Regions from separate parts of the Mus musculus genome. Here regions 2, 3, 4, 5, 6 and 7 are each linked to region 1. Evidence: chromatin contacts called from public promoter capture Hi-C data. All regions are on one chromosome and are shown on one strand. The core of a region is the stretch at or near the end of the contact, and the rest is flanking DNA. Distances in the headings are between cores, read along the strand shown. Region 1 holds the start of Ddx47 (DEAD box helicase 47). Region 2 overlaps Arhgdib (Rho, GDP dissociation inhibitor (GDI) beta). Region 3 has its middle 21 kb from the start of Erp27. Region 4 holds the start of H2aj (H2J.A histone). Region 5 holds the start of Plbd1 (phospholipase B domain containing 1). Region 6 overlaps Atf7ip (activating transcription factor 7 interacting protein). Region 7 holds the start of Atf7ip (activating transcription factor 7 interacting protein).

Region 1 (4,313 bases), core at 1,341-3,840:
GAACGTGGTGGGTGACATCAATTTTAGTATGGGAAACTGAAAAGCCAAAAACGGAGACAGGAACTATAGAAAAATCAGTTCTGGGAGGAAGTTAATGATTCTGGATACAGAGAACTTCAGGTTCAGAGAGAGAGAGCGAGAGCTACAAGCTACACAGGATATACTTATGCCAGCAGGCCTTCAGCTCATCTTCCTAAAGAATGGCGGCATGAAATACCCCTGGTTGCCAAAACTACTCGTGACCCATGAGCATCTTCATAACCTCGTTCCTCCCATTCACACAAAAGCCCTGAATTTCCACTCGGTTCGCATCCCTGAGGGGCATACACATCAGAGGTACAATCTATGAAGGAGGGGCTATGTCCCACATCTGAAAATTCTTCTTCTGTGTGTTTGCTTTGGTTTTTTTTTTTTTTTGTGACAGGGCTTCTCTGTGTAGTCCTGGCTGCTCTGGAACTCGCTGTGTAGACCAGGCTAGCCTCAAATTTAGAAATCTGCCAAGCCCTGCCTCCTGAGTGCTGGGATTAAAGGCACGCACCACCACCACCTGGTTTGACACCTGAAAATTCTAATTCAGTAGGTCCAAGTTGTTTTAGAATAAGGAAATAGAGGATGGTGATAGAATCGCTATTATAAAGCCAAAGGAAAGAAACAGTAGCTAAAGAGACAGGCTAGTAAAATACTGTGTTGAAATGAAAAGATAACTTCAAGAAAGGTCTGATCAAGGGTGTTGGAAGATACAGAATAAGCAAGATGGATTTTCTTTCTGGTTTTTTTTTTGGGGGGGGGGCGTTGTTTGTTTGTTCTTTGTCTTAAAGACAAAGTGTTTTCCTACTTGCTTAGTAGACCAGGCTAGCCCCAAACTCTCAGAAATCCTCCTGTCTCTGCCAATGGAGTGCTGGGATTAAAGGTGTGCACCACCACGCCTAGCTTTATGGTGGATTCTTTTTTTTTTTTTTCCTCTTTTTTTTTTTTAATTACGTATTTTCCTCAATTACATTTCCAATGCTATCCCAAAAGCCTCCCACACCCTCCCCCCCCCACTCCCCTACCCACCCATTCCCATTTTTTGGCCCTGGCGTTCCCCTGTACTGGGGCATATAAAGTTTGCCTGTCCAGTGGGCCTCTCTTTCCAGTGATGGCCGACTACGGCATCTTTTGATACATATGCAGCTAGAGTCAAGAGCTCCGGGGTACTGGTTAGTTCATAATGTTGCACCTACAGGGTTGCAGATCTCTTTAGCTCCTTGTATACTTTCTCTAGCTCCTCCATTGGGGGTCCTGTGATCCATCCAATAGCTGACTCTGAGCATCCACCTATGTGTTTGCTAGGCCCCGGCATAGTCTCACAAGAGACGGCTATATCACGGTCCTTGCACCAAACGCTTGCTAGTGTATGCAATGGTGTCATCGTTTGGAGGCTAATTATGGGTCTCTTGATGGTCCATTGTATGGATTCTTAATTCTCATCTCTTAGAGCTAACAGTCAGGATCTGCCATGCAAATTCAGACAGTAGAGTGCTCTAGGGGTTTAAAACTGTCGTCCCACCATTCATTAACGTCAGTGTCTACCTCCCAAATGGTACAGGCTTGTGCCACCGTGATCACACCTGGCTTTATATTTATTTGAAGCAAGGTCTCTGCCTCCTCGGTGTTAAGAACTCAAGTAGTCCTGCCATACCCAGGGAGAGATTATATCTTTATTTCACTTGGAATTTGACAGCAATAGCTCTTAGAAGCAACACAAAAACTGAATATAATGCCACACTGGCTCTGTACTAGCCTGCATATTTAATTCCAACCTACCTTGCAAGGCCAAAGGAATAGCTTCGATCTGGATCTTGGTGGGCTTTGCCCATCCCAACTGGTCACAAGCTTCACACAATACATCCGTAACACCCTTTGAATTCAGAAAACCATACTTTAGCAAAGAATACATCCTCACCTTTATCAGAGCCATCCTCCTGGTGATACGTAGCCCTTTGCACTTTACATAACTGTACATCTCAGACCCTGCTTTATATGAACACTATGGGACAGCGCCTTGAGACAATTTCTCTTCACCAGGGGCTGCTGTCAACTCTTTGCATGTATTATCTCATTTAACCCGTCAAATCAGTTCCGACCAGTGGCTAGCTATTATTCTACCAAGTGCCTCACGTGTATAAAGTGAGGCGCACACCATAACAACTTGCCTCTTGTAAGGAGGTCACGCGTGACCCTAGATAACATAAGGCTCTACAGTAACTGGGGAGAAAAACAAACGGGGGCTCTCACGACCCAGCGGCATCCTACAAGGCAAATGCACCCGAGGGAGCGTGAAGAGACCCCGAGTTTCTGACAGCCTGAAGATAGCATGAGCTAGGCCCCAAGGTGTTTTTACACACCACCGGCTGGGATATGAAGTACCCAAACCCTGGGTGAGCCTAAACGCCAACATCACAAAATAAATACCAGCATCACCCATTCTCACCAGGTCTTTAAATGTTTTCGTTTCCTCCTCTTCCGCAGCTGTCTGAAGGGCTCCAGAGGGGGAATCGGGTTCCTCGTCCGCCGCCATCTTGCTCGTGGGCTCCGGAAGTGGGGCCGAGGCGCAAGGCGTGCTGGGAAATGTAGGCGATTACTTTCCTAGAGTGTAGGTTCTGAACGCCTCCTGCTGGCGGGTCTGGCGTGGCAGCGCCCCACACAGGAGGGACTTGGAAGAACAGCAATGGCTGGAAGCCTGTGTGCCTAAGGAACTGAGACGATCCCTTCTTGCTGCCCTTTGGGTATCTGCCCTATTTTTTATTTTTTTAAATTGGTTTCTTGAGGCAGGATTTCATTCTGCAACTTCGGCCTTCCAGGGCCTTGGCTGTCTTCCCTTTGGCTTATCACTTTTCTAACTATAGAAATGTAAACACATGGACATCACGATACTATTTATTCATTACTTCATATATTTGACAACTGACAGCCTGCCATATGCTTGGACTGTGCTAGGTGTCTAATGATAGAGCAGGACAGTATCAACTTCCACTGCAAAGAGAAGGCAAACAATACATAGGTAATAATGGGCCACTTTGAATTATGAAAAGTGCTACATAAAAATAGGGGAGCAAAGCTTTGGGAGAAAGAATTGTCAGGATTGCTGCAAGACTGAGAAGGTGTCTCTGAGGCAGTGATATTTGAGCTGGGACCTTACTGATACCAGAAAGGCCGTTCTGAGTTCAGGGGACACCTATTCAAGACTGGCAGATCTGAGCCGAGCGTGGTGGCACACGCCTTTAATCCCAGCGCTTGGGAGGCAGAGGCAGGCAGATTTCTGAAACCCTGTCTCGAAAAAACAAACAAACAAACAAAAAACTGGCAGATCTGTGAATACAAAATTCCTGAGACCCGTGAGATATCTGAACTGCCACCACTTAAGCTAGTGAGGTACAATGTATGTTACATGCCCTGTGCCTGCAAGTGTACCCTAGTGGGGAGGCATTGGCATTCTCAATGTGTGGGGCACACTTTCTGAAACTGAGGCATTAGAGACAATCTGCTATGCTTTTCTTCGTGGTATCCCTTTCTCTGGCAGAGTGTGTTGTTAAAATGTGCGCAGCGCATGTCAAACATACCCTTAAGAGTATTTAGGGCTCCAAGTCCTGAGGCTGTTGTGGGAAAGGCCATAGATTTAAATATAATATAACTAAGATTGGGAGTGGTGGCCCATGCCTTTAATCCCATCACTCAGGAGACAGAGGCAGGTGAATCTCTGTGAAGTGGAGGCCTGCCCGGTCTACATAGCAAGTTCCAGAACAGTCAGGGTTACTTGGTAAGACCCTGTTTCAAATATATATTATATGTGTGTTATATTACAAGTGTGTATGGATGGATGTAACAACCTTCTACTAAAACACAGAGAAGCAGAAACTACACTTGAAGAGGTTTGTGATGATTGCCTGTGGAGGGAGGGGAATTAAGATAAAATGCACAAGTCGGAATTCAGAAACAAAATGACAGAAGATAAAAGAATAAATAGAAAAAGCCAAGGGAGGGGACTATGGTGGTACACTCCCTTAATCACAGAGCTTGGGAGGCAGGGGCAGGCAAATCTCTGAGTTCAAGGCTACCCTGGTCTACAGAGTGAGTTCCAGGACACCCAGGGCTATACAGAAAAACCCTGTCTGGAAAAACAAACAAAAACCATTGCTCTCATTCACCATGATGCTGGTCTTCAGAAAAGAAACTGGGAAAGGAGACTGCCTCAGAGACAAGAGGCGGTCTTTGTTTCCCTGACTCTAGAGACAAAATGGATGTTAAGTATGTGCCACCTGGGTGAAGTGAAA
Region 2 (4,313 bases), core at 774-3,273, 1.9 Mb before region 1:
ATGGAGGGGTGCACTGGCTTGCTCCCCAGAGTTTGTTCAGCCTGCTTTCTTATAGCACCCAGGACCACTAACCCAGGGGAAACTCTGTCCATATGAGCTGGTCCCTCCCACAGCAATCATCAAGCAAGAAAATGCACTACCAGCTTGCCCACAGGCAAGTCTGGTGGGAGCACTTTCTCAAGTAAGGGTCACTCTTCCAAAATGATCCTAGCTTGTGCCGATTTGACCTAAAAGTAGTGAACACAATCCGTAAATGCCTGAATTAGAAAATTCTTAATTCTTCCATTTTTATAGAAATCAATAGTAAACATAGCGAGTCTGCCATTCTGTTTTGATTGCTACATATTTAAATTCCTCTTTATATTCTCTTTTATCATCCACAGCATGAAACACACACACACGCACATACATGTACACACATGCACTCATACACACATTTGTATGTGTACACACACACATGCCCGCACATACATGCACACACATGCACTCATACACACATTTGTATCTACACACACACACACACAAACACATGCGTGCACACACGCATACTCCCATGCATGCACTCACGAGCTCTTCTCCACTTAATGCCCTTCTGTGTGCTCATGGTTTCTTTTGAACCCTGCAGACCCAACAGTTCCCAACGTGACTGTTACCCGGCTTAGCCTTGTATGTGACAGTGCACCAGGACCCATCACCATGGACCTTACTGGTAAGTGAACACATCTCTACTCTTCAGAGGGGTCTAAGATGTCACAGGGAAAATTTGATCTTTGTCCCCAATTCCCACTGGAGAAAACTAGTCAGGTGGCTCTTGGAGATGCATGCACTCGTACCAGGCCACAACCATTGCATTCCCAGTGTCCACTGCTTTCTGTATTTAATGAAAAAAACCCAGCTCCTGACTCAATGTAGTGGAACAATTGAGAGTTGGACACCTTTTGTGGGTAAGTGAGTATTTGTGCACTATTCTGCTTCTGTATTCGTGTTCATATGAAGAGTACATGTGTGCATGCAAGTTAACCTCGGGATCTGCTTATCGGATGGGCTTGCTCAGCCTGTTTCCTCAAAGCACCAGGACCACTAGCCCAGGGGAACCATTGTCCATATGAACTGGGTCCTCTCGCAGCAAGCATCAATCAAGACAGGGCACCTCGGGCTCTCTCACGTGAGCTAGTCTGCCTGGCTGGTGAGCTCCAGGGCTCCACCTGCCCCCCCCCCTTGCTCCAGAGCTAGCATGCACAGCTTTATTTAATAAGGGGGGGATATTGTTTGTTTGTTTGTTTGTTTGTTTGTTTATTTATTTATCTCAGAACATTTTAAATGTGGGTTCAGGAAATACTCGTGCTTGCCTGGCAAGCATTTTATTGATCGTGCGATCTCTTCAAGCATTTTATTGATCGCGCGATCTCTTCAGCCTTCAGTTACTCAGTTGTGCAGTATTGACTTCAGATCTGTGCTTCCACGTGGTAACAGAAGAAACAGCTATTCTTGTAGGAGACAATGCAGGTGGAAATGCTGTGCGTGGCTAGACTCGCAGTACTTATATGGTTTGAACACCAGCGAAAGCGCTGATCTTATCCCAGCTATGGCCTTAGCAGAAGGCGAGGAAAGCCCAGCACCTCCTGAATAATGACAGACACTCCCCTGCTCCGCACACCCAAAGCTTAAAACTCTATTCCTAAACAATTTCTCTGACAAAAACCCCAAAATAATAATTGGTGTTTATTTCACCTTTTGTGACTAACAGCCAACTGCTCTCATTAGGCAGATCTTGAGGAGATGAGCAGAAACTGGGAAGGGGGGCTTCATGGGAAAATAATCACCTATTGGGGGTTGGGAAAGGGGTCATAAATCCAAATCAGGGGCATCCAAGGTAGATCTGTCACCAAAGTCAAAGCTTTACAGAAGCCAGAGGAAAGCACGGGTCGAGAGCAGTAAGTTTAGCAGCAGAGCTTCCTCTCACAGGGCGTGTGTGCTTTGCCTTATATGGATATTTCTGTCAAGGGGAGGAAATCGGGGCCTGAGAAGACAGGCTTCCTGTTCAACTGTAATCAGTAGAGCAGGCACCCGGCAGGCACATATGCATGGCCCCGCCCTGCACGCACACATGCATGGCCCCGAGCTGCAGCATCACCCCAGACAGAAACTCATTCTCTCATCCAGACTCAGGCCTCTTCCTGCACTCGGCTGTGTCACGTGGCCAGGTACAACTGTCAGTTTGCAGGAGTAGGTCTGGCGCTGCTGAGGACATGCCCAGACAGGACGGAGGACCAGGCAGAAGAGCTTGGTCTCTGTCCTCCTCTCTCAGAAGAGAAAACCTGCATTTCTGTCCTAAAGAAAGCGCTGAGCTAAAGTCATATAACAGTGTTTATGAAGTCAAACACTTTCCCGAAGTATACACGTATACATACACATACATACATATGTGAACACACATGCACATGTATATGCACACATACACAACTGAGCTATGCAGGAGTATTTGGAGGAAAGACTAAAGAAAGCATCGTCATAGCTTCCCTAAGCAGGGCCTAAGAATTAATGGCAGATCTCAGGGTTATGAACCCTAAAGCTGTTACAATTAGAATGTTCTTCCTTAAAAAAAAATGTTGTAAACGCAAGTCTAGTGAGTCCAAAGTGAGCACTTACTTAAATAATTATAAAAACTAAAAGTAGCTGTTAAAGCTAGGAAATACCATATATTATCAATTGTTAATATCAATTGTATGAATTGATGGAGGGAAATTTTCTTGAAGCCTATCAATTCTTTGAAAGCCAAAGGCTGATGCTTTTATATATCTATATTTTTATAATTCTTTGAAAGAAATCCTCATGTCTCCATCTAGCTATGTATATACATGAAGTTTTTAATAGACAGAATATTAGCTCAATTTCTTCTAGGCTGGTTGGTTGATTGACACTTTTTTTGTTATTGACAACAATAAAATATAGTTATCTTCCTGAGTACTGATTAGAAGTTAGGGGGGGAAAAAAGATTTATCTTCACGACTATTTATTGGAAAAAAACTGTATTTTTGGCATAGACATCAAACTTGTAGGAAAACCCTTTACTATGTTACAGTTTTGATTTTTTAATAACTAATTTGTAAGATTTGTAAGCCAGTATAGGGTGTGTGTGTGTGTATGTCTGTGTGTGTGTGTGTTTACACTAATCTCACACTCTTATGAATCACGTAACCCAGGTGGGCCGAGCAGAAGATGCCGAAGCTTGGCTTTCATTCTTCTTGGGGATAGTAACTTTGTAACTCCTCTTCTACAGGCGATCTCGAGGCCCTCAAAAAGGATACATTTGTGCTAAAGGAAGGCATTGAATACAGGGTGAAAATTAACTTCAAAGTAAGTATCTCCCCCACGGGCTCTTATCTTTCCTATAACCCATTTCTTGCATCCTTGTGCTGGTATTCTGTTGATGTCACTGTTGTTTTGGTGGTGGTTGTTGCTGTCCTTTCTCCAGCTTGGTTCTGGATTAAGCTGTGTCCGCTTCTGAGCTCTTCCTGTGGAGATCCACCCCTACTTCCCATCTTTACCTAGCAGGGATATCATCACCCTTTCTCGGAACTCCTGCTGCTTACATCCATGAGGCACACACTGCTGGGTGTCCTGCCGAGTCCTCCTTCCGCAACCTAAGCACCCAGAGGCAGGCTAAAGTTGTGTGCCCCTCCCTTCCACTGTTTCACACGACTTTATAAATGGCAGGTCTTCATGGGTATATGGCAAGAAATGGACAAAACAAAGACTCAACAAATAGAAAAAAACAAAAAACAAAAACAACAACAACAACAAAAAAAAAAAAAACACCAGGATTCCCCAACTGCTCAATTACCATTCAGATACAGGAACTGTGCTCTTAACAAAGTAGCTAGGAATCTCAGTGGCATTTGTGGATCAGGGGACCAGATAATAGCAAAGTTAAACAAGACATAAGCTCACTGCTCGTGAATAGACATATGTGACTAATTACGGATCCCGGGAAAACAACCTTGACTTTGAAAGCAAATAAGTAAGAGACGCACTGTTTTGCATCTCAGGGTTTGTTTGCCTTGGCTGTTCGTCATTTCCACTCAGTCATGTTCTCCAGGGCTCCACCAGGGAAGACCCCATATGCTCTCTCTGGTACACACTGGGCTCATCTTTCTACTGGGCATAGGATATGATTCAAGGTGGTTCGTCAGCCACCCTCTCCCATGTACTAAAATGCCTAAAGTCTCTTCATTCTGGAAATATTTGTTGACACCAACACAGCCATCACTTGAACTGTGGATGGCTTTGCTTCCTGCCATGCTGTTTACTAC
Region 3 (4,313 bases), core at 923-3,422, 1.9 Mb before region 1:
TAAGAATCTAGAAATTGCTCAGTGCACAGGGTGGATGTCTCCGCTGGTCTTCAGTAGAAATTAGAATCCTAAAAACGAAGGCTCTCATGCCAGTGATGGAAGGGACTTTCTAGCAAGGCAAGAACAAGCAGTCAAAGACCAACCTCTTTCTTGCAAGCTCTTATATAGGCTTCCAGCAGACGGTGTGGCCCAGATTAAAGATGTGTCTTTCCACCTCAAGATCCAGATCATAGGTATGTGATTTCCTACCTCAAAGGTCCGGACTAGACGTGGGTGCGCCCACTTCAAATCTAACAAGATATCTCTTACAAGCATGACTTCCGTTTCCAGATGTAATCAAGTTGACAACCACGAATAGCCACCATACACTTCCTGAGAGAAGAGTCGAGTACTCCAGCAGGTTACTATAAAGGGCTTAGGATAAACGATATTGTACATTATCCTATGCTTGGATGAGACCATGGCAACCAGGTAACATTTATATTTCATTGCTCTTGGTCTCTCCGATGCTCAGGTTGCTGGGAAGGTCAGAATTTCTAGGGACAGTGGGTCTCTGAAGTCGAAGCATCCGATGAATTGCTCTACCATGCATACACTTCTCTTAGCTCTCCTCTCTGAGCTCGCCTCATTGGGTTGGGACTCAAAGGAAAACTGTCTTCATTAGACCTGTATAAATACATATGTTTTGGGAAGATAAGGGGTAGGATGGATACTAGGCAGTATGGGAAAGCATCATTTATTCATATACTCAATCATTCATTTAAATACTTATTAACTGGCTATGAGGATGCCAAGCAGGGTTGACTCCTGAAGGAGGGAAGTAAGCTTGGCCTTAGAGGAAGATCCATGGAGCAGAGAATTCCCTGTTGCAGTGGGACATGGACGCCATCAGACTGTGTCTGGGCCATGGACAGAGATCCACAGAACAGAGGAAGCTGTGGGAAGGAGAGGAGGTATGCTGTGGGGAGAAATTAATAGGAAGCGGGCAATGGCTAAGGAGTCTCCAGGGATGGAGGAAGAGCCACAGTGGCAAGTTCATCAGGAAAGGGGCTCGGTGCAGAAAATCACATTTCACAAACAAACTTTGAGCACCCACCCAAGAGCTCGAATGAAAGACACTAATGCACCACCAGATAATTTTGATATGCCTTGACTGAGCATTTCTAATCCTCCCCGAGGCTAGCATACATTTCCCTCTGGTATTCCTGGCTTAACACCTGAATCTATGTTTTCTCTTCACTGTCCTATTGTCTTTTGGGCAGCCCTCCCCCCACATAGGGCTTCTTTCCCTTTCCACCTGCATTGTTGGATGGTTTTCTTCTGTAGCTCTTAAATCTGGTCCCTCTCGGCTGGAGAGATGGCTCAGCGATTAAAAGCACTGACTGCTCTTCCAGAGGTCCTGAGTTCAATTCCCAGCACCCACACGGTGGCTCACCGCCATCTGTAATGGGATCTGATGCCCTCTTCTGGTGTGTCTGAAGATAGCTATAGTGTACTCATATATATAAAATAAAATGAATCTTTTAAAAAAAATCTGGTCCCTCTCCCTCCAAGTCATGGTGATTCTCTCTTCTCTCCCCCTCTCTCCCCCTCTCTTCCCCCCTCTCTCCCTCTCTCTCTTCTCTTATTTGAGCAATCTAAAAGTCCTGCCTCCATCTTTCTGCCCAGCCATTAACTGTATTGCAATACTTTACTATCAATCAAAACCAGCTGGGACAGGGACTCCCCCGCCCCAGACCAAGGGAAGTGTGGCTTTGGGAGTCCAATTAAGACAAAGCATTAGAACCAATCCCCAATAGGAGCCAACCCTGTTTACTTTACCTTTCTAAACATACCAGGTCTTTTAAGCAGATAAAAAACAAACCAGGAAGTGGACTGGGCCTGACCCCCCTAGTTTCTCACTACAAAGACTTTATATGAAGATGTGGAGAACGTGAAAAATTTTGGGCTAAGGTCCATTGACTACTGGAATCTGAACCCCTGGAGAAAAAGAACTGTAGAAATAAACCAAAGAAATAAATAAGTTTAAAAAGCATACCTGCACATGTGAAAGACTTAATCCCTTAGTGTTGTTTCTAAGATAAGTCATTTCCTATTCTGAAACCACAGTTCAGTATTATTGTGAACTTGACTATGAAAACGTTGAGTCATGGTGGGGAGGAGTGGGTGAGAGAAGAGAAAGGCAGGGTCGGCTGTTCCTGTAGGATATAAATAGTCATGTGGAGGCTACATGTTAATATTCAACTACCCAAATAATTACTCAAGTCACAACGGCAGGATTCCATTCCTACTTGAGACCCACTGGTCTCAGTATGGCAACATAGTGTTAGCCTAGGCTTAAGGAAGAAAAGCAAGAACATATTTGACATAATTCAAGCTGTGGTGAGGTAAGAATTTTAAAAATAATAAACAGGCTGTCATACAGCTCATATTGCCCAGGGAGATGGCTAAGAGACTTTATTCCCTTGCAGGAAGTTTACTGGGGGAAGCTCTTGGGAGTTGTATTGAAATGGAAGTAGGTCTGAACAGAAGAAAAAAACATAATAACTTCTTAGGCAATCCCGTGGGGAGCTTTATGCTATGATGTCTTGTAAAACTGTCCCAAGTTGGAACATGGGGATCAAGCCTTCCTACCCCAATAGTGACCATCACCTGTAGATGCTTTGCAACTCCTGAGGACAGTATGAATCAGCTGTATATCTTTTAAAGAACACAGAATACCATTGGCTGTGGTTGGAGGAAAACATGCTTTTGTTATCATCATAAAAAGGACTAGGGTAGGGCCTGGGATGTAGCGTAATTGGTAGACTTCGTGCCTACCGTCATGAAATACTTTTAACCCTGGGTTTGATCATCAGTATCACATACACCAGGCATGGTGGCTCATGTGTGTGATCTCCACATTCAAAAGGTGGAAGAAGAGGAAACAGAAGTTCAAGGTCAACCTCAGAGCACCTGTGGAGCACCAGGCCAATCTGGGGCCCATAAGGCACCATGGGACCTATCCCCAAAAGCAAAGAAACAAGCAGGAAAGAAAGAGAGCAAACTTTTTATAGTATATACACGAGCATGCTGTAGCTGTCTTCTGACACACCAGAAGAGGGCATCAGATTCCAATACAGACAGTTGTGAGCCACCATGTGGCTGCTGGGAATTGAACTCAAGACCTTTGGGAGAGCAGCCAGTGTTCTTAACCGCTGAGCCATCTCTCCAGCCCTAGAGCAAACTTCTAACGGCAGAATGGAGGCCCCACTCACCACTTCAAGCATTTACTGAGCGGCTACCAGGAGGGAAGATACATGAGGAAATAAATGAGATCCAAGATGGCGTCCGGATGACTCACTCCCTTCTCTCCTCCATCACCTGGATTTTGAGAAGCACTCTGAATTTCTAAAGTATGTAGACTAGTAGCCATATATTCTGATCATGACAACAGATCATAAAGAGAAAAGCAGAAACATGAACAGCAAATTGCAAGTTAGCAAACACTGGTGTTAGATTTGGCTGTAGACAGAACAATGGTGCTGATTTATACCAACTAGATAAACACTCATGATTTAGTGTTGCCAGTAACAACTTCCTGTTCCTGTTTCTGCCTTTCTCTATCTCCTCTCCCTAGGATGTACTGTAAATCCCACTGGGTAAAAATAAGTTCAATACCACAATTTTTGAGCCAAATTTGAATCAAGCTTTATTAAATACTGGACAGACCATATCCTGAATTCCTAGAGAATGACTGAGAATTGTTAGACAGATGCTTAGAAAGTACCCCATGGCTACTCACTTCCCTCCTTCATCCAACGGAGGCAAGCATACATCCTGACATGCTTTCTGCCTATGTGTGGTCGAGCACTTCCTGTGCAGTTGGGGCAACCAAGCTTGTTTACAGAAATGAAGACATGTGACTTATCTTACCTGAACAACAGCCCCCAGCATTCTGTTACCTGTGGGGTTCACAGGTTGGAGGCATTTTTTTGTTGTTGTTGTTGTTTTATAGATTTCTTAAGCACAGCAATTTTAACTTAAAACATAACTTTAGCCTTCACAGTTTTAATGGAGAAAAGGTCCTGGTGAGTGATAACATCATGGCTAAGCACAGAGAAGAGTAGTTAGGGATGGAAGGCTCTAACAGAAAATAGATGCATGTTGAACAGTTCATAAAAGGTTCTGGCTTTTCCTGACATTTCTATGGCCATTAAAATCATGTTGGTTCCAAAGAGACTACCCGTGTGATGCGTGTAACAAATACTCTACCACACTTTCACAACACATCACGGTGAAAATGAGAAATTGATGCTTGTGATCTAATCCCT
Region 4 (4,313 bases), core at 1,018-3,517, 1.8 Mb before region 1:
GTCACTGGGGAAGGAAGGGACTCACAGGCCCCTTCCACTCACTGGCTCACCAGCCTACACTAGGATGGTCACCTTTCTGATCCTGTCAACAGTGCCCCACAGGGTGAGGCAATATTTGCTCCCACCTTACCTACTCACGCTTACCTATACTTAAGTCACAAGAGCAAACCCTTAGTCCTTGTCAACAGTACTTCTCAATGTGAGCACCTAATGCTAAGACATGGTTCTAAAATAACTTAGTCCCCCCAAAAATGTATTATGAAAGTTTACCTCCTGAAACCGCCCATAACACCATTGCAGTCTGTTCTCCTCAGGTGTCAGTGGGAGCAACCTGCCTCTTTATCAGAGGTACGACAAACCTTTATACATCGTTCAAGATGAGCACCAAGAATTCCAATGTCAATACAACAAACAGTAGAAAATCAAACACTGTCAAGACACAGATTTGTAATATATTCTTTATTTGTCCTTTTTGCTGTCTTCAGAAACCATGGGGGGGGGACCACGTGTTCGGGACAGTGAGACCTAGCTGGCCTCATTCACAGCTGTACCCTCAGTTACTAGCACGTGGTGTAGACGTCATACCAATACTGGGAATGAAATAAATTTCGAGGGGAAATACTGCAAATGAAGAGGAAGACTTGAACTCTGACTCCCCCCCGGGGGTGGAGGGGAAGAACCCAGAGTGAAACCTCCGTAGCATGGGATGTTTTGTGGCTCCTGCTAACAGAATGATGGTTACTGAGTGAGCAGGAAACGGAATGACCAAGGCAAGAATCGCATTTCCAGGGCCCTGGGGTTTGGCTCTCCGCGTTACGTTAACTCACACGACCCTTTCCTTCCTTGAGGCGCCATCACCCAACTCAACAGTTACGGAAAAGAAGAAACCTGATCCCAGGAAAGCTAACAGTCACCCCTAAAAAAAAAAAAAAAAAATCGGTTTTGCTTTTAAGTAAAATCAGGCTGATTCTCAGAATCAGTGCTGGATAAGAGGCTGCCATGCAGCTAAAACTCGAGGGGAGACAGAAACATATTTTGAGACACGGTCTAATGTAGTTCAGAAACGGCCACAAACTCGCTATCTAGCCACGAAAGGCGTTCTACTTCCCAAATGCAGGGATGAGGGGTAACACCACCGCAAGCACCAAGAGAAGATCATTTTAGGAGCTGCTAAACATACACTACTTAAGACCGAGGGCCCCGCTGTTACGCAACACCATCCAGAGCGCAAACTTCGTGACTCACTTCCGTATTGCACAAGTTACTTCATTATAAAGAATATTGAACACAAGTGTGCAATGTGAAGATGGCTGGCATTCAGATCACGAATACGTAACATCTATTAGCTTAAATACTACCATAAATAACTAGCACCCACCAAGGATCCCAAGTTCCTGTCTTTTCCAAATGGCTAGGGTACATATAGCTCAACCTTCCTATGTATGACAAGCGAGGCAACTTCTTGTTCACAGCTCGCAACACCTTCCCTACCACTTTTCCCTAAGACTGGGGAGTTAGGCAAAGCCAATTCCAGAGTAGCCTCTGGGCACTAGGTCCGCTTCTCCTGCCCACGGTGATGCGACGGGGCTCTCCCAATCCACCCGCTGGGTTCCTCCGGCTCGCACATGGCCACACAGGTGGCCTGCGTCACGCTCAAAGTTGGAACTCGTCCCCACCCAACACCCCCTCGGTCCCGCGACTACACAGCTCTCTAGATTACTCGCTTTTCACCGACTTTATTGGCTGCGGACTGTGGCGGGCGGGCTCTGCACCCGTCTGTCGGGTTCACTTGCTCTTCACCTTCTGGCTCTCCGTCTTCTTGGGCAGCAGCACGGCCTGGATATTGGGCAGGACGCCGCCCTGCGCGATGGTCACACGGCCCAGCAGCTTGTTGAGCTCCTCGTCGTTGCGGATGGCCAGCTGCAGGTGACGAGGGATGATGCGCGTCTTCTTGTTGTCCCTCGCCGCGTTGCCCGCCAGCTCCAGGATCTCGGCCGTCAGGTACTCCAGCACCGCCGCCAGGTACACGGGCGCTCCCGCGCCCACGCGCTCCGCGTAGTTGCCCTTCCGCAGCAGCCGGTGAACGCGGCCCACGGGGAACTGCAGGCCCGCGCGCGACGAGCGCGACTTGGCCTTGGCGCGCACCTTACCGCCCTGCTTGCCTCGCCCGGACATGCTCGACCCCGCGCCTGGAACTCCAACACCGGCTCGCTCAGTTCCGGGACGACGCGCGCCACCCCGGAACTGCCTCGCCAAACTGCAGCCGCTGCCGCCCGTGACAGGCAGGTACCGTACCCAATCAGCTCGCGGAAGCAGAGCCCCCGCCCATCCAGATGTCTCCCAATCAAAAGCTCAAATTTCTAGTCCTAATTTACATAGTTCACAGGCATCCTCAAACTTGTTGGGATTGGCTGCCAGGATGTAGTTAACTGGGTGGTTCGAGTCTGCAATCCCAGCACTAGGGTAGCCGATACAAGATTGCCCGGAGCCTAAGGTCAGCTGTAGATATTCCAAGATCCATACCAGCCTAATAAGGAAGGAACGGAGGGAGGGCAGCGAAAACGGGGAGTTAAGCAAAGCCATACTTGGTTCAAATCAGTAATCCTAGCTTTTGGAGGGAGAAAGAGCTGAAGTAGGAGGATTACCAATACAAAGACAGCCTGGGCTACTTTGTGCGTTATAGACCAAGCTAGGAAGTGAGACCTTATCTCAAAAAATAAAAATGATGGTGTTGGCATTTCTTCTAGGCTCCGCCCCACAGTTACCTGGCAGCAGCCAGGTGTGCCTGACCCACTGTAAAAGAAGCTGCTTGCCCCCCCCCACACACACACCCACACTTTTCTCTTGCTTTCTTACTCTCTTAGCCCTCTGTCCCTTCTCTCCCATTCCCCTACCCCTCTCTCCACGTGTTCATGGCCGGCCTCCACCCGCACACCCCCTCGGCCTTTTCTCTCTCTCTCTCTCTCTCTCGCTCTCGCTCTCGCTCTCGCTCTCTCTCTCTCTCTCGCTCTCGCTACTACCCCCTCAACTCACCTCATGCCCTAAATAAACTACTATACCGTCCTGTGGCTGGTACCTCAGCATGGGCCGCACCCCCTCTACCCCCTACGTGCACAATAACGCTCCTCCACCAAACGTCCCCGGCTTTTTTTTTTTTTTTTTAAATAAAATACAACAGTAAGCAGACTATGGTGTTCAGTGCCTATAAACCCAGCTGATGCAGGAGTATGGAGAACTTGAATTGAGCCTGGCCTAAGAGAGAAACTACCTGGAAACAATCAAAAACCGGAAGCCCAGAGAAGAGCACCTCTGTTCCCTCATACCATACTCATGGAAATTAGTCTCCAGTATAGCCAGGGGCGACTTTCAAATCTGACTATCTGACTCCAGGGTCTGTGCTTGTGAGTGCCACAGCAATTCCGGCTCAGCCATAGCTCCTTGGCTGAATTCTGCCCTCCTAGAACGAGCTTTCGTCATCTGCTCCTTGACACACCCACCTGGAGAGCTAGCTGCAAAAGAAGCTTTGTAGGTTTTCTATTTGTTTTAGTTTTTGAGACTTTTCTTCCTGTAGCCCTGGCAGCCGTGGAACTCACTATAAAAACCAGGCTGGCCTTCAACTCAGAGATCTGCCTGCCTCCCTAATGCTGGGATTAAAGTTGTGTGCAGCCACCAGCCTGGGACAAAAGCTGGTTCTTTGGCCTGTCCTACCTATACCACATGAGGCTGGTCTTTGGACACTGTTGCTGCTCCTGGGGACAGTCCCTTCCTTCTCAGGGCCTCGAGGCCATAGTCACAGACTAGGCAGGAATGCAGTCCTTGTGGATAGCATGGATGAATCTGATAGGATATTAACATTACGTGGCTCTGGGGCTGTGTATGAGCCGGAGAAGAACCACTGGATTCCAGAGGGGAGGACCCTTCGCCTCTGCCTGCCTGCCTGCTGGAGGTTGTCACTTGGTGCTCCATCGAGACTTTAGATTACTCTTAGGCCAAGACACTGGAAACAGAATCCCTCAACTTGTTCTTATGATTCATATGATAGGCCCTTGACATTTGAAACAAACTAAAGTGTTTTTCTTCCACTGTTTCACTCCGGTACTTCAGTTTACTGCATTTCTGAAATTACACAACTAAGTAATGTCAAACGCTGATTAAATGTCATGTAGGTTTTTTTGTATCCATTTAATTAAAATATCATAAATTTACCCTCTCCTTAGTCTAATTGCGATTTTATTTAAATAAACTCCACAGAACCAAGTGAAGTGGGGCCTGTCTGTGATCTTAGTATAAAGGAGGCGTGGACAGGAGAGTCA
Region 5 (4,313 bases), core at 1,027-3,526, 1.7 Mb before region 1:
CCCTCTATTTAAAGCTAGAGCTCAGCGGACAGTGGGGAGGCAGAGGCAGACGGATTTCTGAGTTTGAGGCCAGCCTGGTCTACAGATTGAGTTCCAGGACAACCAGGACTATACAGGGTGAATTCGGGGTGACTGAATCCCTTTGTTCATCTTCCCAAGGCAACTGTACTAAACGAAGCCCTTCTCTTTGTCTCTTTCATGAGTGTAGTGGGGCTGTGTTTTAGTTGCTCCCCGACTGCTGTGATAAAATATTGACTTGAGTAGGAGAGAGTGTATTTCGGGTTTCAGCCCTTCATTGAGGGAAAGTCAGGGCAGGAGCCTGGAGGCCATGGAGGAACACTTACTGCCTGGCCTCCAGGCTCCTATTCTGTGGCCTTTCTTATGTAGCCCAGGCCCACCCTGCTTAGAGATGGTCCTGACACAGGACTGGCCCTTTTGGTTACAATCAGCAACCAGACAAGTGTCTCACAACACGCCTATCGTCCAATTTGATGGAGGAAATTCCTCAGTTACTTTTTCTGAGATGTGTCAAGTGGACAACTAAGATTAGTGGTCACAGGGTGGGTGGCTGAGGCTAGCCCGTTAGGGCTGTCAAATCTCTGGTTTATGCCCTATTCATTCCAGTTGCAATTTTGAAACCAATATCCTTGGACCGTCTCACCTAGAGTTGGCTGTCACTATTCTTTTGGATGTTTAAAAACCTCAATTTAAGGGCTGGAGAGATGGCTCAGCGGTTAAAAGCACCGACTGCTCTTCCGAAGCTTGTGAGTTTAAATCCCAGCAACCACATGGTGGCTTACAACCATCCTTAATGAGATCTGACTCCCTCTTCTGGAATGTTTGAAGACAGCTACAGTGTACTTACATATAATAAATAAATAAATCTTTTTTAAAAAACGCAATTTAAGTATGTCAAAATGTACCACAAATTACTGTAACAGTGCTCTGCTAGGTTAGTACTTTTTACCTTGGGGAATACTGGACGTGGTCTGGAGGCACTTTCAAGGATGTTAAAGGCCTCAGAGTGCACAGGACACACTCACACACACGGACGGACACACACATATGCTCACTCATAACTGGACAGAATTTCAACAGTACTGAGTTTAAGAAAGTCTAATCCAATTAAACTGCTCGTTCAAAACAAGCCAACCACTTCATCGACTAGTCTGGTGTTCTACAGACCCGGTGTCATACAGGGCTCTATCCTGGAACACTGAAGTCAATAAATACTCGGCAAGCAAACCATCAGGTGGGTGAGCCCAGCCCCCATCAGGCATCCTGAAAGAGTCACCTCCTCTGAACACTTGTCTCCTTGGATCAGAAGGGTCAGTGAGGTCACAGAGTGGGATATGGAGACACACCTGCACTTTTTGGGGTGACACTTCACTAGCCACGTGCCATAGGACCCAAAGGTACCGTTCACCTTCGTTTTTATTTTATGTACAGTCCCTACAATGCCTGCAGCTTCTTTCTCCACTAAATGAATATTACCAAACGAAATTGTGATTTGTATTTCATAATTCACAGGTGTCATTTCTAGCAATGACAAATTTATTTCTTCCTCTAACAAAGGCACTTCTTCATTACTTTTTAAAAAATATTTATTTGTTTATCTGGATTTTTTATATTTTGGTGTTTGGAAACAGTGTCTCATTCAGTAGCCCAAATTGTCCTCAGACTTTCATTAATCCTCCTGCCTCGACTTCTGGAACGCTTTACAAACCCAGCTACAGTGGTTTGCTTGCCTGGGTTCAGTAGCAAAAGATGAGCTCAGTCAGCTTGAAGTCTGTTGCCTACTTCACAATGTCACCTAGGGCACCCTTGGCCAACTTCACAATGTTGCCTTCAGCGAGTCCTGCCCAGACATGGGTCTCTATGGAAGCTCAGGGGTAGATCTGCTTCTAGCCCCGCGTGAATCAGCTCCGCCCAATGAAGACACAAAGCTAAGGTCTGGAGGTGTTGAGCTCCTGAGGTCAGACAGGCTGGCGCAAGAAGCCCTGATTCCTGACGGATGAGGGACCTGAGAAGACAGAAGGCCACAGAATCCGACCTACGGGGAGGCATGCGACCCACTGCTGCCTCGGTTTCCTTATCCTCTGCTACAGGGACCAAGGCCACCTTTAACTGATTCCTTAGCCCTGAGCCCCACCCTCCAGGAGGCGACCAGAGAAAGCAGCACAGCCCCGGCACTTCCCAAAAGCGCGACAGAGAACTTTCCCGGCCTGGCCCACAGGTGGCTGGAGGGTCAGACCAGACGGAAAGGATCCGCCTCTCCTAGCCTGGGGCTCAGCAGGGCGAAGGTTGGTTCCCAAGGCCACGTGAAGCGCCCAAGCAGGCAAGACTAATGTCAGAAGAAAGTTAAGATCGGCCCGGCCTCTGCAACGCAGCGCCCTGCTACCATCCTCAAGTGCGGCTCTTGCAACAGCTGCCACCGCCGGCGCCAGCGGGACCTAATCCAACCAGGCCGAGGTCACAGCGGAGGAGCGATGTGCCACCGCAGCCCTGGCAGGAGCCTCAGGCCGCCATCGCCGCTGCTGCTGCTGCTGCCATTGCTGCTGCAGCCTCCCTGGGCGGCTGGCGCTGCCAGCCAGAGCGACCCAACAGGTGAGCAGAACGGCCGCCCGCGGACTAGGGGCGTTGCCCTGTACCCCCACGCCGGCGGCTGGCCAGAGTCCCAACAGCTTTGCATCTAGGGGCGTCTTGGGTCGTACTTCTTGGTGGGGAGCCTGGCGGGTTACGTTCCAGCCCTGAGGTGGATCAGCGGTGGCATTGAAGGAGGGTACAAGGGCTCTCCAACGTAAAATGTTTTGGCCTTAATTCTGTCCCATATCTTGTCCCGGACAACCTCGACTGGTCCAAAAGGCTCCAGTCCAGAGATTTTTCCAAATCAGACTGAGGTGTGATTTCGAGCTGACCTTTGTTCTGCTTCTAGAAGTAGACAAGTGACTTGGACTTAAGAGAACTGATAGCAAACTGGTTATGCCATCTTGATATGGGACAGGGCCAGAGCTTAAGGCTGCTGAGCTCTTCTGAATGGCCTCAGAATCCTAAAGTGGATTAAAGTCTCCGTTCTACTGCACAGAGGCTGCGACTGGGGGGAAGTCAGGAATTTGCCTAAGCGATAAGGTAGCTGGGTTGCCAGAGGGCACTGGTGTAATCCTTCCCTTCAGAAAAAACAGGCCTCAACAGGTGTCCTTCCAGTCTCACCCTTCCATTTGTAACAAGACCAAAATGAATTGTGGGATGCGTAGACTTGGAAGATTCTAAAAGTCAAATTCAGAGAGGACGACTGATTTCGTAATCGTCTCCTTGTTTGACCCATTCAAGAATAGGAAGGGACGCGGGCAGTGTCCCCTTTCAAAAGTCGCTGATTTTTCTCGTTACCGTCTCTCAACGAGTACCCGCACCCTTGCCATTTGGAAGTGTTTGCTTTCAAAGCCTGCTCCACTCATGTCTGGAAACTTCCCAGTGGGCACAGGCTTGTGGGATGAGAAGGGTCCGGAAGTGCCTGATGTCTCCCCTGATTTAGCTGTATGTTCTTTGGTCATCCCTCCCTACCCCCGCCACATGAGCGCTCACGCTCACACACACACACACACACACACACACACACACACACACACACCCTTTAGTCCAGAAAAGCTGCTGGTTCCTTACCATGGCCAGCAATCCTGAAAGGCTCCTCCACATGACAGCTTTGAGGACAGCTAAGGATGCCTGCCTGCAGTGTCTATTTGAAACAGATGGGATGTCCTTTCTCCCTCTTATCAGTATGTTATTTGTACTGTATTGAAGCTTCCTCAACCTGCCAGTAGATTACCCAAAATTTAAATCGTAAAAAAGCAGAGGCATTGCTATCTCCCAGGGCTCCCAAAGGAACCTAGCTCCGTACTGTGAGCTTAGTAGGCTGTGTCCTAACTGTTCCTCCTTTGCCCTGGTAAGAGAGAGATGAGCCGACCTCCGTGAGACTCAAAATGTAGCCCATTCCTTGGTAAAACTGGTTCTTCCTCTAGGCAGGCAGGGCTAAACTCCAGAAGTCAGTATTTGCATCATGCCAGCTGTGATCAGATCTCAGGGAGACGATTCACCCTGATACACGCCCAAGTCTGTCCCCAGATTCATCATTAATTATTCATTAGAAATATAACTGTCAGGCTGAGGGCCTGACTCATCTGCCCTGATTGGGCACTGGGAACCGGAATCAGCTGGTGGGAAGCACTTGCTAACCTGACTGTCATTTAGTCTCCATAAGGTGTCCCGGCCGGCAGACAACAGGTTAAAGCCAATGGCTACTTTAACTCTGACAGCAG
Region 6 (4,313 bases), core at 733-3,232, 1.5 Mb before region 1:
TCAACTTTTAACAGCATTCAATAAATTACTTAGTTTGAGTTCAATAACCCTCTCCTTTTCATATGCATAAATACCACTCCATTGGCCAGTCCAACATTTTCCTAAAACATAATGGCTCAAAATACATGGGAACATTTCCCAAATGTTTCAGACATCTTTGTCCAGCAACATTAACAAAATTATAACCTTCTTCCCATCTACCTCAAAATTACTCAAAGCTGATTTGTATTATTATTGTAATCATAGTGAAACAGAATTAAAACAAACAAACAAAAAACATACGTTTCTGTACTTTACAGACTTATACGTTAAAACAGTATTAATGAGCAAAACTGTCAAAAGACAACAGTTAAGTCCACACTCGGGGAACATGGCAATACTCTACCATAGCTAGCTAGCTCTTTACATGCATAACCATAAAGTAATAGTGACCAGCTACCTTTCAGAAGCTAGCGAACTGGAAACACCACCTAATTACACTTTAAGGCTGTAGGAAAAGCCTAGTGTTTACCTGCTAGATAGAGGAAGACACAAAAGAGGGTGGCCTGCTGGAGCATTTTCCTCTGTGTCCCTAAGTTGGCATCACTACTTCACATCTCCTCCTACTTACACCTATTCCACAAATACAATTACAACAATTTAAAATACCTAATCTCTGTATGACATTAATAAACACATGTGCATTTCTTCACAAACATACATCTTTCTATCTTTGTAGTAATTATATAAACCTCTATTATACATATATTTTTATTTCCACAGGATGTAATATTTCAGGTATATAACACAAGAAAAACAATGCCTGTGTACCATTGGTCAACTTACGAAATAAAGTATTAGATATAATGGAATTCTTAATTAATACATATTAAAATTGTGATAAATTTAAATATTTGGAAATTAATTTATTATGTGGAGTGAAAACGATACTATCAACTCTGTATAAACATCTATTGTTTAACATGTCAGTCAAATGTGAATGCATAAGCAGTCTGATCTAAATGCTGACCTCTGTTAAATGCACACTAAAACTTTGCAGTGAGTTAGTTATGGTAAGAATGCCATTTCTCCTCATACACCAGTTGGTGCTGATATAACTGAGGACATGGTAACAGGCTATAGTGGCTGATTCATATGTAATATAAATTAGTAATATCCACATGAAGCTCACTTCATTTATTAATTAGTTCATTTCACTTCAAATGTGAATTTACAATGACATCTCTTTAAAAGACTAAATCCAAATAAGGCTCTCAAAATCTCCTGAATATTAACACTAATAATCTACCAATCCTGTCATTACTATAGCTGGGGGAAAAACAAACAAACAAACAAACAAACACCCAAAGGCAGAGAGACAGCTGGAGCACCTATGATGAGGAGCTGTCCCAGAGAGGGGACCTGAATCTCTTCCCTGGGGGCAGCTTTGTACTTCACTTAAGGCAGTGCAAACTTTAAAATCTAATGAGACTTCTTGAGTTTAAGTTTCTTATTTGATTCATATTCATTTTTAAAAACTCAGGAACACAATACAATAGTTGGCTAAGTGTTGTGATTCCCTTTGTTGTTTCACATTTGTTGAGTAGTTTGCGTAGCAAACATCCCATTAATATCCCATTAACCACGAAGCCAAAAAGCTGTTATTCAATGTATCAGTGATGCTCACGGGGCACAAGAGCTCTTATCTTCAAAAGGACCGTTTGCAGTGAAGATGCCTAGAATCTGGATTCTCTGTGCCACTCTCTATCCAGGCAACTATGGGGTCTGCAGCAACTGTTCGAAGTTAAGTGCCTCCCACCTATTACTAATGGTGTCAGTCTCTAAGAGCCGAACTTAAAGCTTAAAACACACAGTTGCTCTCGTCATCCACGGCACTGCCAGTGCTGGAGTCTCATTACTGGGACACTAAGGCTTCAACCCTTCACTGTCAGCCCACACATTCCAAAGAGGAAGTCCAGGACACGTGTTATCTGCTGCCACTGCACAGGCAGACTGCAGTTCCAGCTAGCTGGCGCCAGTAAGAACAATTTACATAAATAAAGCAGTCCTTTCTTCATGGCTGGAGAGAAAGCCCTTCCATTAGTTCTCCAGCAGGCACTGGCTGGTTCTAGAAGCCATCTAGCTAGCTAGCCACTAAAAGAATTCAATTCCCAGAAAAAAAACAAAAGCAACTTCTACCGAAACTCAACCCCTGCCACATGAAACAATTTAACCCCCCCCACTAAATTTTTTAAATCCTTAGCTTACTTGGTCACAGTCTAATATATATGTATATATAAAATTTAATATTTTCTAATTATAAATCATTACAACCATAAATTATAACTCATTAAATAAAAGCTATCTTCACTCTAATATACAATTATGTTTCCAAGTTTTATTAATGAATAAATATAAATTTTTGCAAGCAAACTTGCTGTTAGACATATTCACTGAATAAAACGCACATCCTCATGTACCATTATTATGATGGTCAAATAATTCAACATATTTACTAACACCAACTAACATTAGTAAAGTATGTTCTTTCTTCCTACCAAAACAAAGACATATTGAATTACAAATGTCAGTGCCACAATTCCTGTCAAAATTATGTGGCTGATTTATCATTTCAATTTCCTCATGTGCAAGCATCAAGTCACTACTGGTGATTGTGGGTACCTGGTTTAAACTGTTTTGGCTAATTTATGATTTACTGATACAAATTCTGCAACTCCATTTACTTGGCTTTACCCTATGTTAAAAGTACAGACAACCTAAACTATAGCCAAATCCACAGCCTAGTTCTACATTCAAATTAACAAACTAGAAAATACTTAAAATTCTAGGGATGACTTCAAAATACATTTTTATTTTTAGATTTATTCTTATTATTTTAGATTACCTGTCTGCATGCATTTTGCACATGGGTAGGTTCATGTAAATGCTAGCTGCACACAGAGGCCTGATGTGTCAGATCTCTCTGGAGATGAAGGCAGTTGTGAGTGAGCTCCCTGAAGTGGATGCCAGGAACTGCAAGAGCAGTAAGCTCTCCTAAGCTGCTGAGCCATCTCCTATAACCATGTCTCTAGTTTTATCCTAATTTTTAACTTATTTAAGTCACCCTTTATATAGTAATGAGACTCTAAATATGAATAAAGAAGTACTATTGTATAAACAGTAAATCGGAATCTTCAATATGCAGACAATTATAACTGTCCCCTGTGAAAGAGAATAACTGAAAGGGAATGGATAAATTCTTCTCAGACAACCACACTGTCCTCTCAAGACCTGTCCACCATGCCCATTACACCCCAGCAGACAAAATGACAGTAAAATACAATGCAATTTCAGAATTAACCATACACTTAATATTGGGGAGGGGGGCACACAGCTCTAAACACCAGATTCTTAAGTACCACATTCATCAGAAAGGCTCAAGAGCTGCAAAGAGAGCTTAGAAGGCTTTACAGCGTCATAATCACTGCTCTACTGCTGTGAAGAGAGACACCATGACCAATGCAATAAGACAAAGAAAGCATTTAATTGGGGGCTGGCTTACAATTTCAGAGGTTTAATTCATTATCATCACGGTGGGAAGACTAGCAGCAGGCATGGCAGGGATGGCGCTGCAGAAGCAGCTGAGAGCCACATCCGGATCCACAGGTAGAGACGGAGACACTGAGTTTCCATGAGCTTTTGAATCCTCAAAGCCCACTCTCCTCATGCTACACTTCTCCAACAATGCCACACATACAAACGGAGCCACTCCCTGGTGACTAAGCATTCAAATACATGACTCCATGGCCATTCATTCTTATTCAAACCACCACATTCCAGTCCCTGGCTCCTATAGGCTTATAGCCATATCATAATGCAAAAATGCATTCAGTCCAATTTCAAAGATCACCCTAGTCTATGATGCCACTCTCCATACTGTTTAAATGTCAAAAGTCTCTGAGACTGATGGCACTCTCTTAACCATAACCCCTGTAATCAAAAATCAAAATCAAAAAGTGGGTCACATACTTCCAACATATAATTGCTCAGAATATACATAATCATTCCAAAGGGAGGAAAGAGAACATAATGAGAAAATACTGAAGCAAACCATGACCCAAAACTACCAGGGCAAGCTCCAAATCTGTCTCCCCAACTCCTTCCAATGTTGTTGTCTCTGCAGCTCTCCTCGGCAGGTGTGCCAAGATTGGCACCTCCAGCACCAACACTGGGTCTCCAACATAATCCAGGCTTTACCCTCATCCAATGGCCTCTGTAGGCCTCCACACAAGGACACCCTTCACACATGCCCAACAGCAGATTTTCTTAGCAGC
Region 7 (4,313 bases), core at 745-3,244, 1.5 Mb before region 1:
AAACTTTTAGTACTTGTTTCTAAAATACTAAAGAATCAACCACTGACATTCAGACAATTCATTAATTTTAGTAAACTTAAAATTACATTTACCTTCTAAGAAATACAGCAAAACTGTCCCATCAATATTGAAATTGCATGTTATGTAATTTTCTAGTGCCTCTTATGATGCTCAATATTAACGCATGACACAATTACCCATGCATTCAAACAAAAATGTTAAGCTTAAATACATAAACTCAAATACTAGGAGTACAAAATGGGGTGAGGGGAAACCACCTCAGAAGCATCAAAGTCTCAAAAAGGCAGAACTGCCTTCATTCCTGGTACAAGACAGCAGAGGCTCAAGATTCCCATTACATCAACTTTAGACCTGCTAGCTACAGGAGGAGAAGACTTCCTTCCCCGTCCTTCCATTCCAGGGCATATGTCACAGCATTTAAAAAAAAAAAAAAAAAAAAAAAAAAAAAAAAAAAAACAGCCCAAAATGTTCCTTTCAATTATATCCTATTATTTCTAAGAGTATTTGTTTCGGGTAATAGAGATAGCCCAAACCAATCGACATTATAACAGCACTTAATTTGACAACAGACTGATTTAAACTTGGGTTACATAAGCAACCAAAAAAGCAACTATACATATGAATGACAGATGTTTATGAAAACACAAGTTTTTAGACTAGTAAGAAACAACGGGTAGAATAAGAAAATTATATTAAATTATACGTATACTGACCCAATGTGCTACATACAACTGACCTAATTGTGCTACATACAACTGAAATTTAGTGGCATCACAACTTTAATCAGTAGCACACCCATAGTTATTTTAAGAAACTAAAACCAGGACATATACACCTAAAACATATTTAAAGTGTACATTATACACATATACTACAGTGCACATATTTTTTTCAAAAACTCAAAATGTTTAATTGATTCCCTTAAATAAGGACCTCAATAGAACTTGTAATATTTGTAAAATTCTTCATCAAAAAATGATATAATAGCTTATACGTCATCCCAAAATAATGAGAAATCGTGTTCACTAATTTTCTTTAACATTTCTCTAACTGAAGAAACAGTAAAACTAAAAACATGAAAGACTCAAGTGTTTGGATTAAAACTTCATTGACTTTGGATGAAATGTTCCTTTTTAAAAAAAAAAATAATAAAGATGTAATACCTGAGAAAATTGAGATTTCAACTTAACTTGTACATCCTTTTCTTGTCCTCTCAAACAAATCAAAAATAAAAGTTTCTATTTTGTAAACATTGCACATCCAAAAGCGAACCGGTAAAAACAGGGTTAAAAATGTATTTACAAAAGTGCAGCTGAAGTAAATGCACTTCCCCCGAGAGCACCACTAGGTGCCGATCTTATCTCCCTAAATGGAACGCGAATCCAGAAATACCTAACTAAACGCGAAATTATAATCGAGAACCACAAGAGGCAATTTGTACCAAAATATCAAGTCTGCACCGGTGAAACCGTGAGAGAAATAAAGGATTTTAAGGTGCGGGTAGGTGTAAGACACGAGAGAAACGTTTTCCTCGGAAAATGTGAAAAGAAGAAGCACGAGACGAAACCCCCTCGAGAATGAGAAAATTAAATCTAGAACCCAAATGGCGTCCAACAAGAACATTAGCTCTTGAAAATGAATATTGCGCCTGCGCAGCCACCGCCCGGCCAGCTGCTCAACTGCAGCTAGAGCCCGACCCCACGCGATCACGTGCTCCCATGCAGCGCCCGCCCGCAGCTTCGCAACCGCGCAGGCGCACACTCAACTCCCGCAGCCGCCATAATGCGGTCTTGACTCTTCCGAAATACAATAGTCATTTCTCCGACAGTGGTTAGAACAGCCCCTGGCACTCGCGTATACCTTCGGGGGCGGGAGGTGAGAGCCTGGGACCCGAGTTCCTTCCTACGCAGCCGTCCCGTGCAGCCGTCCCGGACGCTGCCGTCTCAGCCGTGCGCTCCACTCGCCGCCACCGCAGATTCAAAAACAAACCCGCTTCTCCCCAGCACGCGCCGGGGCCGTTATGCAAATAGATGGGGGCGGAGCTTCGTGGGCACACTATGTACTCCACCCACTGAGCGATCGGCCAATGAACGTGCGCGATGCCTATTCTCCATGCAAATCTCCTGGTTTTTTATTTGAATGAGGGATTTTTGGCCACGCCTCCTGCCTTGAAATTGTAGCCCGTCTGCGGTGGTGGCGCTGCCGTCTTTTCGATCGCATCCGGAGGTGATTTTTTTTTTTTCCGGTTGGCTCTTTTCTTTTTTATCCTGGAGGTGATTGGGGTTTTTTTTGTTTTTTTTTTAATTTTTTTATTTTTTTTTTTGCATGGAGATTCCTCAGTGGCCACCCCTCCATGAGACTTGAGAAAAAAAAAAGTAGGTGTTTAAAAAGCGAAAAGATTTTTCCATAAGTCTAGAGAACCTAGAGTACGGTAATTTATTCGAAAAAAAAATTTTTTTTAATTTTTATCTTTTTGTTTTGTTTTGTTGATGAAGATTCGTGCAGTTTAACTCAGTCTAGCCATTGAACTTGCCACGTAGCCCACACTGGTCTGGAATTTGAAATCTATCGGCCTCAAACTCTGTCAAAGTGTTACAGGTATCACTTAAAGTTCACTAAGTTAATTGTGTTAATCATCAAGATGTGGAGATGAACATCTTTTGGGGGGATATCCTGTAAGAGAGCAAGCAGTACCAATCATGCCTTCACACCTCATAAATTCACGTGTCGCTTAAATAGAGACAGTAATCACTGTTCCGACAAATTGAGAGAAGCTAGAATGAAGAAAAGATTCTAAATATGTTTTGTAAATCAGTAAGAGCCAGAAAAATAATATTAGGTGGAATCCCTTAAACTTAATTTTCTCCCTTTAAGTATTTGTTCAATAGTAACTTAACCAATCAAAAAGTTAAGTAGCTGTCAGTGCTGAGGAAATCTACACTCCCATGGGCAGCTGTGGCTCAATTCCCAGAAGCACTCAGGGAGATGAGGCAGGTCTTGAGAGAACAAGGACAACCTGGGGCCACATGCTCCCAGATCATCTAGAGCTTGAGACTCTCTCTCCAAAGAAGCTCACAGCTTTCATTATTGTCCTGTACTTGACAATTCAACTAGGACATTAAACAGGCAAACCCAAGGAAATTGAAATTCAAGAAACAACTTCTGGGGTCATAAAATGTGATACAGTGTCCAGGCAAATCTAAGACTTGAAGGCCAGCCTGGTTTACAGATCTAGTTTCAGGATACCCAGGGCTATATAGAGAAACCCTGTTTCCAAAAAAGGGAAAAGGAAAAAGGTAAGTGTTTTTAATAGATGTATTTAAGATTCTAGATTGATTTTGAGTTGAAAGAGAGAATATCTAGAATAGACTTGACTTAATCTAACAAGAGGCCTTGAAAGGGGAAACACCCAGCTGAGTGTGGTGCCACCCACACTTGGGTGGCAGCAGTAAGTAAGCCTGTCTCTGTGAGGTTAAGCCAGCCTGGTCTACAGAGTGAGTTCTAAGACATCCTTGACTACACAGAGAAACCTTGACTCAAAAAAAATAAATAAATAAATAAAAGAAGGAAGGAAGGAAACAGAAGAGAAAGGAAAAGAAAGGTGGAAGAGGAAAGGAAGGAAAGAAAGAAGAAAAGGAAGAAAACATCAGCTCCATGTTCCTGCTCCAGCCCCAGAATTCCTGTGACAGACCTGGGCATGTTGATTAGAGGCAGATTGGTAGGACATTGTACTAAAGCCATGGAGTGTGGAGAACTCAGGGACCTGTTACGTAGAAACTAGAGAGACAAGAATGTTGAGAGCAGTGCAGACGACAGTGGCCCAGCTTGTGACGTTTCAGAGGGAAGCAAAGACTCTACCAGGCCATTTGTGTGAAGAATCTGTGGTTTAAAATGAGCTCGAGCTGAAGAACCAGCTGTGATAAACAAGAGACCAGAACTTTGTTCTTCCGGGACAGTGGCCGATGGACTGCCCCCACATCATTGAGGTGAAATCTTGTGGGAAGTGTTTCCTCAGGACCAACACACAAGAGATGTATGTCAGAGCTGGGCAAGGTTGTGCTGCCTCATGCTGTCACCCAGGTGAGCCTCCATGTCAGTCTTGGCGAATCAAACCTAAGTTCTCCAGAAGAGCAGCCAGTTCTGAACAACCAGGACAATGAGTGAACCATCTTTCCACCCACATGTGCCTACTCCTGCCTAGTGATGGATCATCTGAGACCATATCATGTGCACTAGCCTACCCTCTAGAACATCAAAATTCATGGTTTCCACAAGATCAGATGCCACTGGTA

The links. Promoter capture Hi-C pulls out the DNA fragments that hold promoters and counts their contacts.
Region 2: a contact with region 1 is called in a promoter capture Hi-C map of pre-B cells, with 5 times the contacts expected there. The contact joins the enhancer-like site here to the promoter of Ddx47 in region 1.
Region 3: a promoter capture Hi-C map of hippocampal neurons shows a contact between it and region 1, with 2.6 times the contacts expected there. The contact joins the enhancer-like site here to the promoter of Ddx47 in region 1. A contact is called at or near these places in 4 of 39 promoter capture datasets (the 3T3-L1 cell line, 3T3-L1-derived adipocytes, hippocampal neurons and 1 more) and 1 of 115 datasets of contacts at active chromatin or transcription factors (pancreatic cancer cells).
Region 4: a contact with region 1 is called in a promoter capture Hi-C map of pre-B cells, with 2.5 times the contacts expected there. The contact joins the promoter of H2aj here to the promoter of Ddx47 in region 1. A contact is called at or near these places in 11 of 39 promoter capture datasets (the 3T3-L1 cell line, 3T3-L1-derived adipocytes, the C10 cell line and 7 more), 3 of 115 datasets of contacts at active chromatin or transcription factors (astrocytes, cardiomyocytes and pancreatic cancer cells) and 1 of 9 other capture datasets (liver).
Region 5: a contact with region 1 is called in a promoter capture Hi-C map of embryonic stem cells, with 4 times the contacts expected there. The contact joins the promoter of Plbd1 here to the promoter of Ddx47 in region 1. A contact is called at or near these places in 8 of 39 promoter capture datasets (the 3T3-L1 cell line, embryonic stem cells, hippocampal neurons and 3 more) and 1 of 115 datasets of contacts at active chromatin or transcription factors (pancreatic cancer cells).
Region 6: a contact with region 1 is called in a promoter capture Hi-C map of the 3T3-L1 cell line, with 5 times the contacts expected there. The contact joins the enhancer-like site here to the promoter of Ddx47 in region 1. A contact is called at or near these places in 9 of 39 promoter capture datasets (the 3T3-L1 cell line, 3T3-L1-derived adipocytes, the C10 cell line and 5 more), 1 of 115 datasets of contacts at active chromatin or transcription factors (astrocytes) and 1 of 9 other capture datasets (macrophages).
Region 7: a promoter capture Hi-C map of embryonic stem cells shows a contact between it and region 1, with 4 times the contacts expected there. The contact joins the promoter of Atf7ip here to the promoter of Ddx47 in region 1. A contact is called at or near these places in 8 of 39 promoter capture datasets (the 3T3-L1 cell line, the C10 cell line, cranial neural crest and 4 more), 2 of 115 datasets of contacts at active chromatin or transcription factors (astrocytes and pancreatic cancer cells) and 1 of 9 other capture datasets (macrophages).

What each region holds. Positions count from the first base shown.
Region 1 is chr6:135,009,889-135,014,201 of GRCm38.p6, reverse strand. Ddx47 (DEAD box helicase 47) reads right to left here and starts at 2,590. Exons shown (of 12, transcript NM_026360.3): 1 at 2,474-2,590; 2 at 1,807-1,900. The coding sequence starts at 2,560.
Region 2 is chr6:136,928,656-136,932,968 of GRCm38.p6, reverse strand. Arhgdib (Rho, GDP dissociation inhibitor (GDI) beta) reads left to right here. Exons shown (of 6, transcript NM_007486.5): 3 at 626-709; 4 at 3,281-3,357. Among named protein-coding and RNA genes, the nearest start is that of Erp27, 8.6 kb to the right of the region's middle. Within about 2 kb of position 2,023, at least 191 of the 459 cell types and tissues checked have an H3K27ac peak or open chromatin away from gene starts, as enhancers often do. A contact at or near this core is called in pre-B cells, where this site is marked.
Region 3 is chr6:136,898,665-136,902,977 of GRCm38.p6, reverse strand. No RefSeq gene overlaps it. Among named protein-coding and RNA genes, the nearest start is that of Erp27, 21 kb to the left of the region's middle. Within about 2 kb of position 2,172, at least 77 of the 459 cell types and tissues checked have an H3K27ac peak or open chromatin away from gene starts, as enhancers often do. A contact at or near this core is called in pancreatic cancer cells, where this site is marked.
Region 4 is chr6:136,806,202-136,810,514 of GRCm38.p6, reverse strand. H2aj (H2J.A histone) reads right to left here and starts at 2,267. Exons shown (of 1, transcript NM_177688.4): 1 at 441-2,267. The coding sequence starts at 2,175. The coding sequence ends at 1,786.
Region 5 is chr6:136,659,856-136,664,168 of GRCm38.p6, reverse strand. Plbd1 (phospholipase B domain containing 1) reads left to right here and starts at 2,276. Exons shown (of 11, transcript NM_025806.2): 1 at 2,276-2,607. The coding sequence starts at 2,490.
Region 6 is chr6:136,540,975-136,545,287 of GRCm38.p6, reverse strand. All of the region lies in intron 1 of Atf7ip (activating transcription factor 7 interacting protein), which reads right to left. Among named protein-coding and RNA genes, the nearest start is that of Atf7ip, 24 kb to the right of the region's middle. Within about 2 kb of position 1,982, at least 216 of the 459 cell types and tissues checked have an H3K27ac peak or open chromatin away from gene starts, as enhancers often do. A contact at or near this core is called in astrocytes, embryonic stem cells, hematopoietic stem and progenitor cells and 1 more, where this site is marked.
Region 7 is chr6:136,516,532-136,520,844 of GRCm38.p6, reverse strand. It overlaps Atf7ip (activating transcription factor 7 interacting protein), which reads right to left and starts at 1,994. Exons shown (of 15, transcript NM_019426.2): 1 at 1,882-1,994. It overlaps Gm44140 (a long non-coding RNA gene), which reads left to right and starts at 2,092. Exons shown (of 4, transcript XR_001785394.2): 1 at 2,092-2,247; 2 at 2,353-2,396.